Regions from separate parts of the Anser cygnoides genome. Here region 1 is linked to region 2. A link is a contact called in public Hi-C data. All regions are on one chromosome and are shown on one strand. Each heading gives the region's core, a stretch centred on a gene start, on an enhancer-like site or on the middle of the called end of the contact. The rest is flanking DNA. Distances are from core to core; before and after follow the strand shown.

Region 1 (3,364 bases), core at 725-3,224, 130 kb after region 2:
AAACTTTTTGGTGTCACTACTCTACAGAGCATTTTTTTATTACAGTGACCTTACATTTATGTCTTTTCCAGGTCATTTAGGCCTTGTGTAGACCTGTGCCTTTAAAACAAACAAACTTCAAAAGGAAAATCAATACCTGAGGTGGAAGAGTTCATGCATTTCAGAGCCTCAGGTGAGCAAGATGATTTGTATTTTAACACATGTGAGTTTGTTGAGGAGAATGCAGCTACGGACCAGGACAGGCTCCAGAGGGGTTTGACACCCCTGCTGATGTTGAAGGGAGAGGTGCCCTCATCAGCTCAGTGCAGCCCAGAGAATCTGGGAGAGAAGCAGCTGCCTGGGCTGGTATACAGTAGTAAAAATGGAGATGGAAACCTTGGTTGCAGTGCGTTTTAGTTCCCTTCAGCATAGCTAGTGCCTGCTATCTTGCTTTGGGGAAGTAACTGCCAGCTGGGTGAAGCCTTGCATGTGCTGACGTGGCACATTCACTGTTGTTGCAGCTCAAATTCTTCAGTTTAGGGATCAAATTTAAAGGTGTTTCCTTGTTCGGGAGGCAGAAATGCTAAAAATATAACTTTGAATAGTTAAGTGATGCCTCATCAGAATCCTGTTAGGATTGGGTTGTGCATGAATAACCATTGTGAATAGAATAATCTTTTTCTTTTGAGTTAATGCTCACCTGACATCTCGCTACAGGAATTTCTATTGGTACTGGGAGGAACATACTCTTAAGGGCAGGTGCAATGGTTATACAGTGTCCATGTTTCCGGAGTAGGTGATAATGCCTTTGGCGTATTGCAGCTGGAAGATGTATTGAGTATGCATTCAGGTGAGCAAGTGGACTTCCACTTGGAGTGATAACCATGGGGCTTGCTGGTGTAAGTATCTCTTGTTAGAAAAGCTATACAAGCAATTTGAGGGTCCAAGGCAAAAACCTGCCTGCAGCCTACTCTTTGTCATAGCCAAGCAGTGGTAGAGATCCCATGATGACTCCAAGGATAACCAAAGTGGGTTAACTTCTATTCTACAGATTCAGAACCTTGCAATAAAATAAAATAAAATAAAATAAAAATACAACGTGCCAGTGATCATTAAAGTAAAAAACAAGTTAATGAATTTTTATTTTAATTTTTATTGACATTTGAAAAGCACATGAATGTTTTTAAACTTTTTTTTTTCCCTCCTAAATGTAGATTTTCTAGGATTTCTTTCTTCATGAATCTTATCTGGTCAATCCAAAAATATAATATTTGCCCTTCCTTTTCTTTGTTGTTTTTTTTGCTGAGAAGTTCAGCATAGCTATTCTAGAGGAAAATGTTTTGTGTTTTGTAGTTTTTCAGACCTGGCAAAACACAGATAAATTTGCTATCTTTGAGTATCATGCTACCAGGACAAAACTAGGCTGAGGTTTTTGAGACAGATGAGAGGTTTTTTGGTTTTTTTATTTTATTTTAACATGTACCCCAAATTCAGCTGATCCCTTCAGTGTGAATAGTTGTGCAAGTCCTTTAGACTTTTTCCAGTGTCTGCAAAAATGAGTATTGGTTACTTTTCTTTTTTAATGCCAGCAATTGATTTATACCATTTTGTGTTTCAACACTATTCTGGCAGGGCAGGGACTTGAAACTTTACCTAGGAAAGAAGTCAACAAATAGTCCCAAGAGCACAAGCTGCAATTTTCAGGTGCATTTTTCCTCTTCCACATCAGAGGCGAGTGGCAGGTATACGCTACCTCTGGCAAAAACACTTCATTGCTCTTGTTGCTGTTCAGAGTGGAGGGGAATGCACTGGATGTTTCTTATTTGGGTAGAATAGTTGTATCTCACATCTAGCAATACCAAAGGGGAGTTTTAAAACACAGTTCCCCTGAGTATCATGCCTTACCATATTTGAAGAAACACTAGCAACTGTACTTCAGTTGCAGTGAGTTTGTAATGTTCCTTTAACTCTGTGAAGTTTTCCTAGAAGTTGTGGCAGTCCATGAAATGGGCTTGTTTTTGGAGCTATAAACTCTGAATTCAAATTTTATCACTTCTTGGAGCTTAACAGAGCACTAGGTTTGCGATTTTATTCACAAAGCTATGGATCATTGCAAATTGCTTCCTACTATTTGACAGCTTCCTTTTTAGAAATTTCAACACTCCAGCTATCTGCCCGCAGCAGTGTATGATTCTAATCACCGCTATGATTTCATAATCCCCCTTTAATTCAGCAAACATTCCAGATTATCGACATATGTGATTTGTAGTTTGGGAGAGCACACTGCAGCAAATTTTTCCTGTTGTCAGGCTTTTAGGTCTTGTAGCTGAAAGAAGCATAGTGTTAACCAGGGGTAACTTCTTAGATATAGGTTATAAATATATGCAACTATTTTGGGTTGCAGAGATGACATTCCCCTCAATGAATGTAAGAAGGAAAGCTGCAGAGTTTAAAGCCAAATTCAGCAGGAAGAAAGAAAATTACTTCCATATTATCTTCTGTATGTCATTAAATGGAAAATGAGATAATTCTTCCGTACATCTGAAAACTAAATAAAGAGGTCTATTCTCCTCCAGTTTCTGTGGGTAACTTCAGCTAATTTTTGTGGCAGTTATGCACGTTGATGGGAGAAAAGATGCCTCAAGTAGGATGATACGGTATACATATATTACTAAATAAAATGCTCATTTTACTTAGGATAATCTGTCTTTGTTCCAGATATATGTATGCATTCCTCTTACAGCAAGTATTTCAGTTGTCAGGATGACTTGATACATTTGTTCTTTGATGTCAAATCGAATTGCATCACTGTGGAATGGTTGCTACAGAAACCCCAGCCCATTTTTTATATGTATTGAGTTCAATCCTTTTTACTTAGAGAAGCTGGATTTGATTTTTCCCCTAAAGAAGTTCATAGTAAAATGGGTGAAACCTCTAATAAACCACAGCAATAAGCGTGGCAAAAATACCCAGATAGTGAGATCAGAGACAATAAGGAAAAAAGCAATTTAAAGTCCAACAAACAAAGTCTATCTCTTGATAAAATGCTCCCTGTTGTAATTGAAACCAGAGCTAAATTAGATCAATACCAAAATATTAAAGTGTGCCAAACCTGTTTTCTGTAGGCTTTGCTATAATTGGATTCTGATGCGAGAGATAGCTTAAGTAGGCAAAGTCTGTTGACTCAAGACCATGATTATTCATAGAAAAAGAGCTCCCTGCTAAGGTATACAGTACTTTTATCTGGTGTTTCTTGAAGAATTAATACATTTCTATCCTTCCCCTCCATGCTGATGCATTTGAAGTCCATATCTTGCCTACAGTAAATCTCTGTCTTGCTTAACAAGAAACTATTTCACTGTATAAGCAAGGCATATTGACAACA
Region 2 (3,316 bases), core at 162-2,661:
AAAACGGAGGCAGTCCTGTACCTCTAAATTTATATGACACATATAATCAAACAGATAAAAAAGAAAAAAAAAGTCAATAGAGCGTTTCTTTCTTTGAAAGGTCAGCTCTTTTTGAACCTCTGTGGTCAGTTAGTCAGAATTACTTGCTATTATAATACCATTTTGCGGGGGAGACAATGGACATATTAAGATCCTTCCCAGTTTTGTGGGAACAAAGTGACACAAAAAGATTTGACAAACGTTCTTACTACCCCCATCTCATAACAGATAATGAATAACTACTTCTCAAAATGCTAGGATACACCTAAACATATATAAATTAACTGAGAGAAGTAAAATCATAGTTAATATTTATAGCTGTATCACTCTACTTGTGAAGGTGAGGGGGTGTCAGTTGTGAATAGATACACACACACACTTATCAGAACAAAACGGGATTTCAGATTAGGGCACAGTTAGATTTTTAACTTCATGGATTTTTAATTACTTTAAATAGGGTCAGGATTTTTTTGGATTTGACTGCGATCCTTACACTGGTATAATCAAAAAACGGCGTAATTAGAGCAGAAGAGCATCCTCCCCTGTTCAGCTCAAGAATTTGGCGATGTAATTGAAGTGAAACAATCCATGCTTCCCTGACGACTTCAGAAGCGCGAAGGCCCTCACAAGCTTCGTGCTTCTTTGTTTTTATTGCTTCAGGAGAAATTTGCCTGCAGTCTGGAGTGCGAAAGGATGAAGTTAGCCTTTTAATGAACCGTACCAGCTGAACACCCAGAAGTATACCCTTTCTGGCACTAGTGCTAACTCCTGGCAAGCCCTCAGACCTCCCTGCAGTAACGCAGTGCGGCTGCAAGGCCCTCACCACGCAGCCTGGTACCGCTAACCCCATCTCACTACCAGCTGAGTCACGCCAAGTGCTCTTACAGCCGCTTCAGGAAGCCTCCAACATACAGCCAGGCCGCTTGTTTACCCCTTCTCCTTTCGATACACGCGCAAATCATTTGCGGGCTCTTTATTGTTGTTTTTAAGCACTTTAAGAAAAGAGGAACATAGATCTGGTTAAAAAAAAAAAAAAAAAAGAAAAATGACAACAAATCCCCTGGCTATTTTCACATAGCCTGTAAAAGCACTGCTCAAGGGGGCGAGCCGAGAGCCTTCGCTCCATGAAGCTCCTTTCCCGGCCCCCAGAGCCGGCGCTGAAGAAGACGAGGAGGAAAAGGAGCAGGAGGAAAAGGAGACGCACCCCCCTCCCCCCCCCAACCCCGGCCCGGCCCCGCCCCTCCCGTCCCCTCCCCTCCACTCACGTTCCCCGCGCAGCCCCGGCCCCGGCCCCGCCGCCGGCCCCGCCGCCGCCCCACGTGACCCGGCCGCCACTCCGCGCAGAGGGATCCGGGTTCGAAACCCTCCCTCGACGCTCGCCTCAGCCGCGCGTGCGCATTGAGGCGGAGCGGGGCGCGGCCCCTCACAGGACCGGGGGCGGGAAGATGGCGGCTGTGTGGTGCTGTGGGCGTTCGGTTTAACGTGGAGCAGCCCGGCCCGGCGGGCACAGTGGCCTCAGGGCGGCGGCTGGCTGAGGCGAGGGGACGTAGGGCCCGTAGGCCCCCCATTTCGCCTCGTAGGGAGGCTTTTGTGTCTATTCAATAAATTGTGCGAAAATAGTGCCTACTGGTGCTGCATCCAATTAAAACGTGTAATTAGGTTCTTTTTAAAAACCTTACTATATGCTCAAGCACTAGTTCAATAAGTTTAATACTTTAACTGCTTTGTTCCAGTACTAAAGATGCTTGGATGAAAACATTAGTTTAATTTGTGTAGATTACCGGTCACCGGTATTAAGTGACTCCCAAAATTTGATGCAGATATCTAGACTGTGAGCTTTGTTACTCACATTCAGCAGGGAATCCACTGAGCAAATGATAAATGTCTAAAATAATAGGTTATCGCAGAAATGTTGGCAAGCTGGTGGTGCAAATATGTGACTAGAAATGAATCATACAAAATCCATAGCCAAAGCTACTTGTAAATGGCCCTATTTTGCTGTCATTTATGTGGCACTTAGGTTTCAGAGAATATTTTGGCAATTCATACAAGTATGTCATAGAATTTATATGAAAATTGTATTCTGCCCTTCCAAAAACAGCACACAGCTCAGCAGACTGGCAGGCATGAAAGAGGCTGAATTCCTAGAAATAGGGTGGAGATCAAGTTAAAGGAGCAGACCGTGCCAAAACAAGCAACTTCAGCATAGTCTTCTCTTCCAAGAATGAACAGAAGCCAAAAGAGGAGGGCAGATTCTGTGTGCCACCATTTAGACACGTTATCTTAAACTCTTTAGTTTTGGCACATTTAGATCTGTTACCACGATTAATGCTAATCATAAAAATTCATAGAAATCACAGGGTGTGGGAGTTACAAATGCCTAGACTGATAGATTTTCTAACATACACTAGGTTTTCTGTAATTGGCACCATTCTCTGTAATAGTGTACTCCATTTTCATGCACTCATAATTCTAGTCTATAATTCTTAACGATGCAGTATTTATTGCATGTGTGCAGGTCCAGATCTTATTACTGGATGTACAAGTCTTGAGGTTGTGGTTCTCTTCTGGGACCTAGAAGATCCTGACTTCATTCCTAATTCACATCCTGTGTTATCCCAAGCAATCTTATATTTTCTATCTTTTTGGGCCCTTATTGATAAGTCAGGAAGAATAGAAGTCACAGGAACAATGGTAGGTGAAGTAAATGAATGATGCTGTGATCAATTGGCCCCATATGTAGAAAGCCACCATTCTTGTACTTTTTACCCAAGTGTGAGGTCTGAAATTTTGATTTGCCTCCTGTTCTACAAAAACTGTTTGCTAAACAAGACAAACAATCAAACAAAACCAAACATCTTCTGGATTATTTTATACTTATATAAATATCTTTAAGTATAATTATTTTTTCTGTAAGAAAAATTATTTAAGAAAATTAAGAAAATTAATTAAATTATTTAAGAAAATTATTTTTTCTGTAAGAAAAAATAAACCTGCTGCTTTCTATCCTTAATCTCATGCCACCGTTCACCTCATGGATTTCTTTTACTGTTTTGTCTGAAGGTTTATTTTTCTTATCAATAAAATGGAATAAAATGTAAAATGCTGTTTTACAAACTACAACTTTTTAATGGAGAATTTCAATAAATGATGAAATATATTTCTTTAGCCATGCTTATATATTTCATGTACATGAGATTACCCAGATGCCCTTAACATGGAAGATGTTTTTGAGTAAAAATAGCAGTTTGGTTAGGCTGAAGAGTTGGCACCTAGA

What was found. A called contact is a pair of places that touch in the nucleus more often than the background predicts.
Region 1: a Hi-C map of liver shows a contact between it and region 2, with 8 times the contacts expected there. The contact joins the enhancer-like site here to the promoter of RHBDD1 in region 2. A contact is called at or near these places in 2 of 7 Hi-C or Micro-C datasets (both in liver).

What each region holds. Positions count from the first base shown.
Region 1 is chr9:4,086,992-4,090,355 of Taihu_goose_T2T_genome, forward strand. LOC106036254 (a long non-coding RNA gene) reads left to right here. Exons shown (of 16, transcript XR_010833503.1): 5 at 72-172. Among named protein-coding and RNA genes, the nearest start is that of IRS1, 110 kb to the left of the region's middle. Within about 2 kb of position 1,975, at least 1 of the 3 cell types and tissues checked has open chromatin away from gene starts, as enhancers often do. A contact at or near this core is called in liver, where this site is marked.
Region 2 is chr9:3,953,603-3,956,918 of Taihu_goose_T2T_genome, forward strand. It overlaps RHBDD1 (rhomboid domain containing 1), which reads right to left and starts at 1,412. Exons shown (of 7, transcript XM_067002224.1): 1 at 1,305-1,412.